Linked DNA regions of Mus musculus: all the other regions are linked to region 1. A link is a contact called in public promoter capture Hi-C data. All regions are on one chromosome and are shown on one strand. Each heading gives the region's core, a stretch centred on a gene start, on an enhancer-like site or on the middle of the called end of the contact. The rest is flanking DNA. Distances are from core to core; before and after follow the strand shown. Region 1 holds the start of C2cd2l (C2 calcium-dependent domain containing 2-like). Region 2 has its middle 6.7 kb from the start of Sidt2. Region 3 holds the start of Tlcd5 (TLC domain containing 5). Region 4 holds the start of Fxyd2 (FXYD domain-containing ion transport regulator 2).

Evidence for each region. Promoter capture Hi-C pulls out the DNA fragments that hold promoters and counts their contacts. Capture Hi-C pulls out chosen DNA fragments and counts their contacts.
Region 2: a contact with region 1 is called in a promoter capture Hi-C map of liver, with 5 times the contacts expected there. The contact joins the enhancer-like site here to the promoter of C2cd2l in region 1. A contact is called at or near these places in 5 of 39 promoter capture datasets (HPC-7-derived erythroid cells, liver, neutrophils and 1 more) and 1 of 9 other capture datasets (liver).
Region 3: a promoter capture Hi-C map of liver shows a contact between it and region 1, with 3 times the contacts expected there. The contact joins the promoter of Tlcd5 here to the promoter of C2cd2l in region 1. A contact is called at or near these places in 2 of 39 promoter capture datasets (both in liver) and 1 of 115 datasets of contacts at active chromatin or transcription factors (stem cell-derived neural progenitor cells).
Region 4: a promoter capture Hi-C map of liver shows a contact between it and region 1. The contact joins the promoter of Fxyd2 here to the promoter of C2cd2l in region 1. A contact is called at or near these places in 1 of 39 promoter capture datasets (pre-B cells) and 1 of 9 other capture datasets (liver).

Annotation. Positions count from the first base shown.
Region 1 is chr9:44,318,806-44,322,129 of GRCm38.p6, forward strand. It overlaps C2cd2l (C2 calcium-dependent domain containing 2-like), which reads right to left and starts at 1,477. Exons shown (of 14, transcript NM_027909.2): 1 at 730-1,477. The coding sequence starts at 1,083.
Region 2 is chr9:45,960,335-45,963,658 of GRCm38.p6, forward strand. No RefSeq gene overlaps it. Among named protein-coding and RNA genes, the nearest start is that of Sidt2, 6.7 kb to the left of the region's middle. Within about 2 kb of position 1,752, at least 64 of the 459 cell types and tissues checked have an H3K27ac peak or open chromatin away from gene starts, as enhancers often do. A contact at or near this core is called in liver, where this site is marked.
Region 3 is chr9:43,114,804-43,118,127 of GRCm38.p6, forward strand. It overlaps Tlcd5 (TLC domain containing 5), which reads right to left and starts at 1,767. Exons shown (of 3, transcript NM_001034863.3): 1 at 1,674-1,767.
Region 4 is chr9:45,404,430-45,407,753 of GRCm38.p6, forward strand. Fxyd2 (FXYD domain-containing ion transport regulator 2) reads left to right here and starts at 1,661. Exons shown (of 6, transcript NM_007503.4): 1 at 1,661-1,737. The coding sequence starts at 1,701.

The sequences.
Region 1 (3,324 bases), core at 227-2,726:
GAGCTGATAGTCTGATGGCCAGGAAGGGAAATGGTCCAGAAATGGGAGACCTCTGCCTTCCACCCAACCTCAGTCTCATGACTCTGATTCCTGCCCACTTCCTGGGAGGCCAGATGCCCAGGGTGCAACGGGTGGAGGTGGCTGGCTGCTCTGGTTTATGAGCGACCCTGAAGGGGCAGCCCAAGTTCATGCATTAGAAAGGACGCAGGTTATCAATATGCCCTTTAACTAAACTACTTTCCTTTAACACTACACTGCAGGCCAGCCTGGAGGACTGTAGTAGTGAAATTACTAAAATATGGAGAGATGATTCAGTTACCGTGGGGGCTCTACCTGACCACCAGGGTTTGGGAGCCTGAAATCTTAACTGGGTGTGGTGGCATGAGGACCAGGCAAATTCCTTCTGCAGGTGCACCTGTCTCCCTTGGCCCAACCAGGCCAGTCTAGGCGGAAGTGCCCTAAGGCACACGGATTAGCGTTGCTATGAGAACAGTAACTTGTGCTGGGTTTAGAACCAGAGTACCTTGCTCACAAAAATAGAAAATTTGGTATATAACTGGACTTCTTTACAAGCCCCAGTCTAACCTGCACGCTCTTCTCTGATCTGAAAGAGAAAGCTGGAGGGTTCTCCAGTTGATCCCCAGCTCTAATCCAGCCCTCCTAACATGAGCAAGCTCTTCCCTAGAAGGCAAAGCTGAAGGGACGACACAGGGGCTCAGTGCAACTCACCCCGTCCCTGCAGGCCTGCTCATTCAAGGCTCGCACCCAAGCCCGTTGCCAGTTCTCCCGGAAAGACTTGAAGGCAAAGAGCGAAGCCAGGAGGCCCCGTACGCCGGCTTCCTCGGGGGTGCTGGTCCGGGTCGCCCGCAAACGCAGCAGCGAACGCCACACACCCAGCTCGCGCAGTGAACCCCCGGGCTCAGCAGCTGAGGCAGGTCGGGAGTCTCGGCCCCCATCGGCTCGCGACAGCCACAAACCCCGGGCATACTGCAGCATCCAGCCCAATACCGTGATCAGCGAGGCGGCGAAGAGAACCAGCAGGGCCGCCCAGCCCACATCCCGCTGCCCCCAGTCCGGATCCATGCTCCCGCGGGCTCGGGTCCCGGCTCGGGTTCAGCCGCTGCCCCGGGGGAGCATGGCCCGGATGGACCGTGGGGCGTGGGCGAGCTCCCCCGGGGCTGAGCGCGCGGGCTCCGGGGCTCTCCGGCGCCGCCGAGATTCCAGGACCAGTGGGTGCCACGGATGGAGAAGAGGTCCTCCGGGGTCGCGACGCTCGAGCTCTGTCTCCGTAGCCAGAGATCTGGATCCCTAACACCGGCGGTGTGACCCCAGCTAGGTTCCAGCTATCACCCGATTCCTCCCACGGCGTGGGGCCCCGCCGGACCCGGGCAGGGACCAGCCTGCAGAGATACCGGGGCTCGCGGGCCGGCACCGGCTCCGGGAGGGCTGCGTGCGCAGAACTGACACTGACAACACCGCCGGCGCCCCGCCCCCACCCGCCCTTAAAGGAGCCGCGCCCTCACCGGGCGGGGCTGAGCTAACCCGCCGCTCAGAGCTAGAGGAGGGTGGAGTGGGGGAGGGTTGAGTTGCACACGTAGAGGATTCCGGGATGAGAATAGGCGGAGTCTTTAGCTGTTCCGCCCCGTCCTGAAATCCCTGTGCACCCCTTCAGTACCAGGCAAGGGAACTTCACTTATCTGAGATGACGCCTGGTTCTCCCTACGTTTCTTAGATTTCTATGGGTTGGACGCCTGTAGGTTAAAAATTAGTCCCTGTGGAAATCACCACTCACTTTTAACACCTCCTGGCTCAGCAGCTTCTGGTCTTACTCCTTGACTGAAGCTAGCTAGGCACTGGGTGAAGAGGGAGTAAGGTGTCCCTCCCAGATAGAAGTGCCTGACAAAACCCAGCTAATGTCAACGGCGGCGAGAAAAATGAAGCTTAACGTGATAAAGGTTGGGAATAGAACACTACCATCGTCCTCCTTCCCCTTGGAGCTAGGATTCAGGAACCCCCTATTAACCTTGCTTGCGTGGGTTTGTTCTCGAGATATTTCCCAAGCCCAAGGCTGAGTCTGTTTTTAAAAATAATACATTTCCATAGTAACAGCTCCTGCCTGTGGAGCACGTGTAGAAGGGATGGCAATGAAAAGGGGAGCTAGCATTGTAGCACTGGACTATCAATAGATTTGGTCAAAAGTCTCTCATCCAAATATGTGGCATCCCGTGTAGTGCCACCTGACTGTCGTCCTAGCTACTTAGGAGGCTGAAACAGGGTGATACCTTTGCCAAGGAGTTTGAAACCAGCCTGGGTGAGAGCGCATCACAACCAAACCCCATCCCACACACCAAATATGTAATATCCCAGCCAACTCCGAAGAAATGGTGTTCCAGGAAGACTGCACAATTTACAACCTCTGGATGTACCCTTTTCTCTAGATCCTCATAAGATTGGAGCTCATCTTTGTTTCTTGGGGCCAGGGGAAGGTATCTATAAAAAAAGATTAGGGGCAATTCTTTTCTCAAGAGACATATATATGGTGAGGTGTCTGACACAATTTCTTCTGCGCACAAGATAGGATGTGATGTTAAATATCTTTCAAATCCATTTGTCTAAGGAACAAGCCCATGAGAGTAAACAATATAAGGTCTAGGGGTAGGTAAAAAAAAAAAAAAATGGCTGTCAGCAACAGAGCTGTCTGATCTAGAAGAGGAAAGGGTATGTAGCTTGAGATAGCCTGATTTTACTGCAAGGGGTGATAGACAGAGGTGAGATTGTGAGGCAACATTGCTGTGACCCTAACCATCCACAGCGAGCTCCAAAACTAATGGAGATCACTAGAATCTCCATCATTAATCTAGGAACAGAAGACATGGAGCCAAGGAAGGAGAGAACGCTGGGATATAACCTAGGAGAAAGGAGTCAGCAGGAAGAAAATCCATGTTCAAGGAACCCAGTGATGCAGGAAATTGTCGTAATGCAAGGTTCTTCTCCACCAAGATTCCTTCCTGAGGAACGCTGGTTCTTCTCCTCTGCAGAACTCTCTTCTCTGGCAGTGAGTGGGAGGGCTCACCTGTATGCCCCGCTCTATGAAGGCTAAGTAAGGACTGAATTCAAGGTCAGCCTGGAATATACAGGAAAGCCAGGCATGGTGGTGTATCCCTTTAGTTCCAGAGCTTGGTCAGGGAGGGGGCAGAGGCAGGCTGATCTCTATTACTTGAAGGCAGCCTGGTCTAAATAGTGAGTTCTAGGCCAGTTAAAGCTATACATTAACACCTTGTGTCAAAAAAAAAAAAAAAAAGAGTCCGTTATCTACAATCTTAG
Region 2 (3,324 bases), core at 502-3,001, 1.6 Mb after region 1:
ATGTACATTTAGGGGCTTTAGATAGTAAAGCAGCAGAAAGCTTTAAATGGGGCTTAATAAGCCATACTAGTTGGAACATGGAAGATAGCTGAATTGAGGGTGATTTGAACTGTGGGGTCCTGGCTCAAAAGGTTTCAAAGGAGAATTTTAACATATTGCCTAGAGATTGTTCTTGTGACATTTTGCTGAAGAATGTGGCTACCTTTTGCCCTTGTCTTAAGAGTCTGCCTGAGGCTAAGGTGAAGAGATTTAGATTAACTGTACTGACAAAGGAAATCTCAAATAACCCTAGCACCGGCCCAGTCCTGTGGTTTACTCTTATAAAGAGCCTCCTCCTGGCTGCCTGCAGAAGACAGTTGTCTCCTTATTGCCTTTTGATCAAGATGTAGAACTCTCAGCTCCTCCAGCACCTTGTCTGCCAGCACAGTGCCATGCTTCCCGCCATGATGAAAGTGGACTGAACCTCTCAACCTGTAAGCCAGCCCCAATTAAATGTTGTCCTTTGTAGGAGCTGCCTTGGTCATGATGTCTCTTCAGAGCAATGAAACCCTAGCTAAGACAAGCATGTTATTCCATCACCCAAGTTCTGCGTCTCCCCTGGACCGCTCGGTGTCTGATTCTTCAGGGCTTTATGTCAGGCCAAGAATCAGTTGAACAAGACTTACTCTGCCACTATGAGGCGTCTCAAACCCCTCACATAGCTTCAGAGGAAAAGACTTTCTGTGTGTGTGCACAAATACGTGCATGTAAAAACTAGTGGTCAACCTTGGGTATCATTCTTCAGGCTCCTTATACGGTTGTTTGAGAAGGGGTCTCTGGGTGGTTTGAGATTTATCAAGCAGGTTAGGCTGACTGGCCAGTGTGCCCAGGGATCTTCCCACCTAGGCTGTCCCAGCCACGGATTCTAAGTGCTTACCACTATGCTTTTACACGGGTTCTGGGATCAAACTCAAGCCTGCTTCCTAAGTGGTTCAGCACTTTACTGATTATCTTCCAAGCCCATTTAGAAACAAACAAAACCCCAAGGAATCTGAAGTAAAAAAACTCGCCTAGCACATGTGGGGCTCTAAGTTTTATCCTTCACATCACCAAAAGAGGCAAGACTTCTGTGTATTTTAACACTGTCCTATAACTAGCATTCTGGAGTCAGGGGTTGGAAGATCATGAATTTAGGACAAGTGTGAGCTATATAGACTGTCTCAAATCCCAAAGGTAGAGTGTGATGTCAGAAAAATCTAGTTCAGACCCTGCACTGCATGCCAAGCCTCATCGCTGTGGTCCTTACTATACAGATGGCACAGGATGCCTGCGTGTGCATCTTAACTAAAGACCAGGAAGGGGAGCTTTTGCTTGGTGGCACAGACCTGGAATCCCAGCTAGTCAAGAGGCTGAGGCAGGAGGACCACAGATTCAAAGCCTGTTGAAAAAACTTCAGTAAGATGTGTCTCAAAACATAAAAAGGGCTTATGATGAATGTAGTTCAGTAGTAGAGTACTTGACTGGTATGCTAGGAGCCTGGATTCAATCTACAGTGCTGGGTGAGTATAAGGGTGGGGTGAGCAAGGGGAAGAATTTTTAAAAATTGGCAAGGGAAATGAGAGAGAATTGCTCTGAGCAATGGGCAGGGTTTTCTGCAAGAGGAAGATGTTACTTTCTGTTCCCTAAGCTTCAACATTCATACTGAGTCACTCAGTCCCTGTATCTGCTTCCCTCTGGCCATGTGACAGAACCGAAAGAGCTTTCCAGGAAAGGTTGCCTGGGCATCAGGTTGCAGTGCACAAGTGGATAAATAATAGATCAGTTCAAATCTGTGCCTCTAAGGATCACTGCCAAGAGACCAGATCTTCACCTGCAGAAAAGCCTGAGCCCTGAGCTACTGAGTCAGGATGCTGCTAAGAGCTTTGCCCGTCTCTGGCACATCCTAGATTACAAACAACTCTACAGTCCTATTGCCCTTTTCTTAGTTATACACTGGCTTACCTCTTACACCTTCTCTTACCGAACTGGCCTCAAGTCTTCCAGGTGATTTCCTCATTCCTATTATCTCCAAACCAGTCTAGCCTCTTCTATTTTTTTTTTTTTTTTTTTTTTTTTTTTGTTGTTTTTGTTTTTCAAGACAGGGTTTCTCTGTGTAGCCCTGGCTGTCCTGGAACTCACTTTGTAGACCAGGCTGGCCTCGAACTCAGAAATCCGCCTGCCTCTGCCTCCCAAGTGCTGGGATTAAAGGCGTGCACCACCACGGCCAGCCCCATTCATTCATTATTTTATTTATTCAGTGCCTGGCCTGTACTTGTCCCTAAACTGTGCTAGGAACAGAGAGAGCCTTAAAGCACCTTCACTATTTATGTAGGCCTGGAAGATGGCTCAGCAGATCAAGGCAATTTGCAGAGCCTAAAGAACTGAGTCCCATAACTAGAACCCACATGGTAAGAGAACCAACTCCTAAAGGCTGCCTTGGGTTACTGTGGCATGTGTGCACACTCAAAAATATATGTAGTTTTAAAAATAAACAAACAAAAAATACTATTTTTAAAAAAAGTTTATGGAGGACATTATGAGAACATAGACATGAGCAGTAAGACAGACTGGAGCTAGAAATGGAAGAATCAGCAAACACTCCACGGGTCCCTATTGGGATAAAAGATGGAAGGACTAACCAATTAAGGGGACAGAAACAATATTTCAGAGAGTAGTCTCACCTTGGAACAGCCGTACTTATGTATGGAAGGGAAGGCTGACCGTGTAAGCCAGGAGCTGCCGACAAGCATGCTGTTGTATTTGATTCTTTACTAGTGTGTTGACTCAGTGTTAAGTGTCTTTGTGTAAGCCAGGCATGGTAGTGCAGACCTGTAATCTCAGAACCTAAGAGGCTGAGGCAAAGTCATCAGTGTGAGCCCAGCCAGGGCTATATAGCAAAACCTGGTTTTAGAAAATTGTGTTTATAAATAAACTAAGTTTAAATGAGCCAGGAAATGAGGCCAGAGGCCTATGTGGGATTACACTGTATCAAAGACAAACATTGTTCAGCTAAACACTAAACATCTTTCATTCAGAATGGCTACATAATGTGATCAGGCAGAGGCAAGTGGTCCAAGTCTGTAATTCCAGCAGGAGGAGACCTCATCTAAAAATAATCTAAGAGGGCCTCTTAGGCAACTGACAAAGGTAAGGCCTGTGGGAACTTGGGTGGAGAAGAACTTTGCATTAACGTGTCATAAACAAAACCATCCTGAATTATTATTTCTATAAACATTTGTAGCCTGCATTTTAATGCAGCAGGACTATGGCAGAGTGGTTAAGGGAATATGCCACAGAAATTTGTAG
Region 3 (3,324 bases), core at 517-3,016, 1.2 Mb before region 1:
ATACGTGTGTGTTTGTGTGTGTGTGTAGCTGTGTGTGTGTATACACACACTCGCACACAAAGACGAAGCTCTCATTTATAAATAAATAAATATCACTTTGGTTTCTGCTAGAAGTCACATGACACCAGGCATTTTAATGTGGTTAAGCTGAAACTAAATTTGGCTGAGGTCTGGATTTGGGTCATAGGTTTATCAGTCAAAATCAAAACTTGAGGCAAATGTAAACAGAGAGCCAAGCAAAGACTCCAGACATCTTGGAAGGCATCCCAACTCTATTATTTATCAACAAGGAAGCAAAAGGATTTTTAAGTAAACGTTGAGATACAAAAATATCCTTAAGGCATGTATTCAGTTAAAAGTGAAGCAAAGTGGCTGGCAAATGCCAGTAATCCCAGCACTGGAGCCGCAGAGGCAGGAGGATCACCTAGAAGAGCAGAGCAGCCTGGTCAACACAGAGTTCCAGGCCTGATAGGGCTACACAGTAGCCCTTGTCTCAAAATGATAGATAGATAGATAGCCAGGTAGATAACTGGTAAAGGTAGAAAACTTACATTGTAGAATTTTTGCTGATACATTTAAACAATAATCAACACTGAGTTTCTTTAGACATGCAGAAGAGACTCCAAAAAGGACCAATATGTCCTTGTTAATATACATTATTTAGCTCCTCTGTTGAAAGTACAAATAAGAAAAGAAATCTCAAACACGTCCAGGACGCTTCTCATCTCTGCAGGAATTATCTGCATGACTGCACTTAACCGCTCACCCTTTTCTGACAAATGCAGACCAACACACCTCAATACACAAGCCACTCCCAGGAATGTTATCCAGAGAGGGCTCGGGCAAAGGGCAAGTTTTGTCCAGCTTTCATGAGAAATCAGGTACCTATTCAAGAAAACAGTAAGTGTCCATCAGAGACCAGTAAGTGGGGAAATCTTTTTAACCTGAAGAATGTGTTTAAACTAGAACTAGGGAACAGGGAAAAAAAGGTCAGTTCAGTTCTAAGACACATTTTCTGAAACTTCTAGGCCAATCTTCAGAGTAAAGGCCAGACATACAAAGTACCCGAGTGAAAAGCGCTGTCCCTCTTACTTCCTTTCAAAGGCCAGGGTCACTGGCCAGTAAGGCGGATCAGCTGATTGGGACTCGGCGATTAGTATTTTTAGAGTCCTCTTCTCTGAATCCTAATTCCCTGGCCCAAGAGAGAAAACAGTAGCCCATTTACAAACACTCCAACAAAAAAACAGGCATTTGTAAACGGCAGACACAGCTCTGTGACCTTGAGCCTTCGTGTCTGGTGTGGAGTCTGGGAGGTTCCCAGGCCCTCGAAGCTCCGTACCCGGGCTCCCCCATCCCAGAGAGCCGCGGCCCTGGGCGGGCGTCTGGCTCCGGGCCTCGGGAGAGCTGCAGCCGGGGGCTCCCAGCCAGCAGCAAGGTCGCATCCCGGAGGGTGGCGGGGGAGTGCCCAACTGCTCGACCACGCCCGACTTCTAACCCGGAACGTCCCATCCTGAACCGTTATCTAGGCATCCAGACGGGTGCCCAAAGCTTGGCATAGAGAGGCCCCGGCACCCCGGGGCAGAGGAGCCCGCGCGCACCTGGCCGCCCGCCCGCTCCTTCCCCGTCTGCGCCAAGGGCAGACCGGTGTCCATCCCTCCGGCGAACGCTGTTACCTGGCGGAGCGCACCGGGAAGCCTCCGGCGCCCGGGCGCCCACAGCCCAGGGCTCGGATCACGGCGACAGGAAGCTGTAGAGGGAGGGGGAGACGAGTCTGTGACGGCGGAGGAGGAGGAGCCGGGGGTCTAGGGGCACCTGCTGGCTGGGAGGACAGAACGCAGAATGGATGCTGGGCCAAGGAAGGAAGCGGAATGGAGGGTCCTCCTTTGGATAGGGAAGAGAAGGATGATCTGCTGCGCTTGTTTGTTGTCTGTTTAATCATTTGTAGGGCTGTCTATGTAGAGAGTGTAGCTTTTTAGTGGTGGAACGTTAGACTAAGGCATAAGGCCCTGGATTCAACCCCTGGTACTCTATCTCGATAAATCCTGATCTACTCTGCAGTCTGTGAGATGGAACAGGCTCTTCACTAAGGATGTACTGCGCACCTACTCAGACCGTCTTTGATCTCCCACTTAAATCTGAATAGTGAAACAAGCACACTGAGTGTCAGAAAAGTACTTAGGCCTGGGAATTACGTTGATCTCTTTTTAGCACTGTCCTTAACTAGGCGTAAACATAAAGTTTAAAAGTAAGGGGTTGGAAAGATGGCTCAACAATTAAGAGCCTTGGCTGCTCTTACACGGGACTAGAAGTCCCTGTCCTGAACCCATGCACACAACTGTCTTTAACGCTAGCTCTGAAGATCCGACGCCCTCTTCTAGACTCTAGTGACACCACACCCATGTGTGCACATACTTGCAGACCAACACATACACTTTTTAAAAGTTAATTCTACTTAGTATGCAGCTGGGCAAGTTAAGTCTATGCCTACTTCCTCATCCACAGAATGGGGCGTGAAATGCCTCTCTCATAGATTATTATCAAAATTCAAAAAGGTTACATTAATAAGTACGTAGAACAATAAGCATGTGGAAGTCCATATAAATATCATCTATTATCTTTATTTAACTTTAAAATATTTTCCCCAAATACTGGGATTAAACCAGAGGCCCCTGGCAGGCTAGACAAATGCTCTACCACTAAGCAGTATTCCCAGGTCTTTATTTTACTTTTGGACAAATTGTTGATTCTCTCTCGGTCTGAGGATAGTGAGTTTGAAGTATGAGCATAATGTTGTGCTATATGCCTGTAATCTCAGCATCTGGGAGGCTGAGGTAGGATAATTGTAGATTAGAAGCTAGCCTGCATACTTTGTCTCAAAATTAAAACACACACAACCGGGGGTGGGGCTCAACTACAATAATGAGGTGGGTGAAGTGGGGAGCTTGTTGATCAAGGCTGACAATGATGGGGTGCTAAGGAGCCCAGAAGTGAAACTCTTTAGAAGAGATGTGTTTAGACAATATGTAAGAGCCGGGCGTGGTGGCGCTCGCCTTTAATCCCAGAACTCGGGAGGCAGGCAGATTTCTGAGTTCAAGGCCAGCCTGGTCTCCATAGTGAGTTCCAGAACAGACAGGGCTATACAGAGAAACCCTGTCTCAAAAAAACAAAAACAAAAACAAAAACAAAAAACGCCAGGCGGTGGTGGTGAATGCCTTTAATTCCAGCACTTGGGAGGCAGAGGCAGGTGGATTTCTGAGTTCGAGGCCAGCCTGGTCTACTGAGTGAGTTCCAGGACAGCCAGAGAAACCCTGTCTCAAAAGGAAA
Region 4 (3,324 bases), core at 411-2,910, 1.1 Mb after region 1:
CTGTGCCCTGCCCACTGTATAGATGACAAGATAGACATGGAGAGATAAACAAATCGGCAATGGAAAGGTAAGCAAATGACAAAGGCAAGTGGTGAGTGCCAGTGTCCTGACATTGATGGAGGGGCACCTACAGATGGAGCCCTTCCTCTCAGAAGGACTGACTGCACCAGGGGAGCAAATATCTGTCTGTCTGTCTGTCTATCACCTATCCATTCATAAATCCTTTATAGATCTAGCTATCCTCTATGTAGTTTGTATGTATGCATGCGCATATGTATATATGTATGCCTGTATGTATGTAGCTATGTATGTGTATATATATGTATTATGCATGCACTCATCCATCTATCTCTATCTATCTATCTATCTATCTATCTATCTATCTATCTATCTATCTATCATCTATCCATCTATCCATAAATCTATTATCCATCTTGGTATCATTTCTCCATCAACCTATCACTTATATAGCTTGTATGCATGCAGGTATGCATGCAGGTATGTATGTATGTATGTATGTATGTATGTATGTATCTATCTATCTATCTATCTATCTATCTATCTATCTATCATCTATTTCTTGTTTACCTATCACCTGTGTATCTATTTATATATCATCTGCTAGTGTTGGATATTAGCTTCTTGGAGGCCAAGTCGACCATCTGGAACCCAAAGAAGACTGTGGTCTTACAGAATCCACACCATAGTTACCAAGGGGATGGTTACAGTGAGTGCAGGACAGGCTGGGGGTGGGTGGGTGGGTATGGCCATAGCATTTGAGCCCTGGATCTCAAAGGATAGCCATTATTTGTCTTCAACTCTCACTGGATGTTTGACCTTGGGCCTCAGCTTCTCCATACCTCAGATAGCTCATGTCAAGAGAGGAACTAAAGCAAAAGGGAGACAACAGCTAGAAAATGCTTTGTAAGCCCTAAGATCAAGCTGAGCTTCTTCCTGAAAGAGTCATAAGCATATGGTGACAGCCGCAAGAGGGAGTGTTGGGCATCAGGATAGGACATTAGTCAGGGATGGTGGAGGATTTCAGACTGAGGTGTGAGTGGCTAACTGTGGTGGCCTCGGGACCAGGATAAATAAAACAAGTCAGGACAGGCTGTCAGGGACAGCAGTGCTATTGAGGCTGATCCTGCTGGGGACCCAAGATTCACAGGACTGTGGTAAGAAGGGAGCCAGGCCGGGCTCCTTAGGAACACGGCGGGGAGACATGACTGCCCCATGAGAATGTAAGCTGTCACGGTGCTATCCACAGGGCCTTGCAGGAAGCTCTGGAGGCTAAGGGACTTGGAAGTCCCCATCCCGACCCAGGACCCCTATCTATACTTCCCATGTGCCCTTCACCGAGAGTGCATCTTGAAATTCTCACTTCCTCATCTCACTCCCAGCTGCGGCTTCCCCGGCTGATGGAAGAATACTGTTGCTGCCCATCCCAGCCCTGCTCTCTGGAAATTTCCTCTGGGAGGGGCTGGAGACCTCAGGCAGCTCCTCCCTGCCTCTGGCTCCCCCCATACCTCCCCTTGCCTGGGTCAGCAAGAGCCCCTCTGGGGACACTCAGCCTTTCTTGTGACTGGGGTAAATATTACCTGACACTGTTAATATTTAATGCCCCCCCACCTCTGCCCTGGCCACGGCAGACACTGTCCCCATAGTAGAGGCCACAGGAAGACCGTCGTGGAGAAGCCCCGATGGCTGGGGAAATATCAGATCTGTCAGCGAACAGTGGTGAGACTGGCAGGACTCTGCCTGGGACTGGCTCTGGTGGGCAGCTAGACCCCTTCCCTCTCCTGTTCCTTGGAGTTCCCCAGCCAGTGGCTCTCTTAGAAAATTAGCATTCAGAAGGGATCCTCAACCCCACCCCCACAGAAAAAGAGCAGAATAGCAGAAGTTGGAGCATCAGAAGTGTGTGTGTTTATGTGTGTTGTGTGTTTGTGTGTGTGTGTGTGTGTGTGTGTGTGTGTACGTGTGTGTGTACATGTGACTTTGTTCTGGGTGACAGGGTGTTGTTCTGTAGCCCAGGTTGGCCTGGAACTCATATAGCCCAGAATAACCTAAAATTCACTGCATTCTTCCTGCCTCAGCCTTCCACGCCCTGCCCAGTGTGACTTTCTCATCTTGGATGGAGAACTAAGATTTCAAAGTGGTCAGGGGCTGCCGGGGTTGGAGATGGGAGGAGCAGCCCTTTAGCTTAGCCTTCCCCAGAAGGCTTAGGGTCACAAGAAAAGCCCAGCGTTTTGAAATCCACAGACTCAGGCCTGGAGCCCAAGAGGACCCCTGCCGGTCCATAGATGTTGAGTTTTCTGACCTAGAACACTGGTGGAAGAGGGACTCATTAAATGCTTCCTGAAAGGGAAATGGGGGTGGGGTGGGGTTTGGGGTCCTGTCTTGGATCTGGCTGAGGCTGATGCTAGCTCCCCATTTGACCTTGAACATGACGGAAGTGTGGGAAGACTTTCTGCATGGATGCAGAGCCTGGGTCACTGTGGCTTCTCCTTAGATTTTGACCTTTCTGAACAACCCATACCTGAGGTTCACCAGCACTGACCCCCTCTGGCTACTGGAGGGATCTGGACTCACCAGACCCTGCGGCTGGCTGATCACTACAGGGGCACAGTTCAAAGTTGCCTGGGAATTGTTAACTTTTTCATCCCTTTAGAAAAGGCCCCGGACAAGAGGGGCTCCAGCAGGGCAGCAGAGAGTACAGCTGGCATGGAGTGGGGAATGGGGGTGGTGTGTGTGTGTGATTGTAGCTTTGCTGGCCATTGTACTACCAGCTATCCAAGGGTAAGTGCTCTGAGCTCAGGCTGGCAGAGAGCAGAATATCGGCTTCCTTCAGGGTGAAGGAGCCACAGGAGGCAGGGCCAGGGGCAGGCAGCTTGGTCTGAAAAAGTCTTCTTCCTCTATGTCACTTGAAAGGGAGCCTAGCACGTAGACTCATAGTGACGCTTTGCCTGGGTTCAAATCCCAGCTCTGCCCCTTACTCGCTGTGTGGTTGTGGGGTGACTTACTTACCCTCTCTGTGCCCCAGTCTCTTGTGGATGAGAGGGAATAACAACTGTGCCTCAGGTTGTACGAGCTGATGCTCAGACCATTTTGGCCGGGAATGCACAGAAACTAAGTGCTCCTCCTGCCCGTTAAGTATGTCCGGAGGACAGTGACACAGCAGAGTAGAAGCTAGGATGAGTCAAGCCCTGATTCTGCCTTCCATTTCCACTGTGTCCTTACGAAGACTCCAGTGGGCCCTTGATTCCTTCTCCCGTTCCTTGAACACAGAGGCTCTGCTTTCCGCCTTAATTTATTTCAGACATTGCC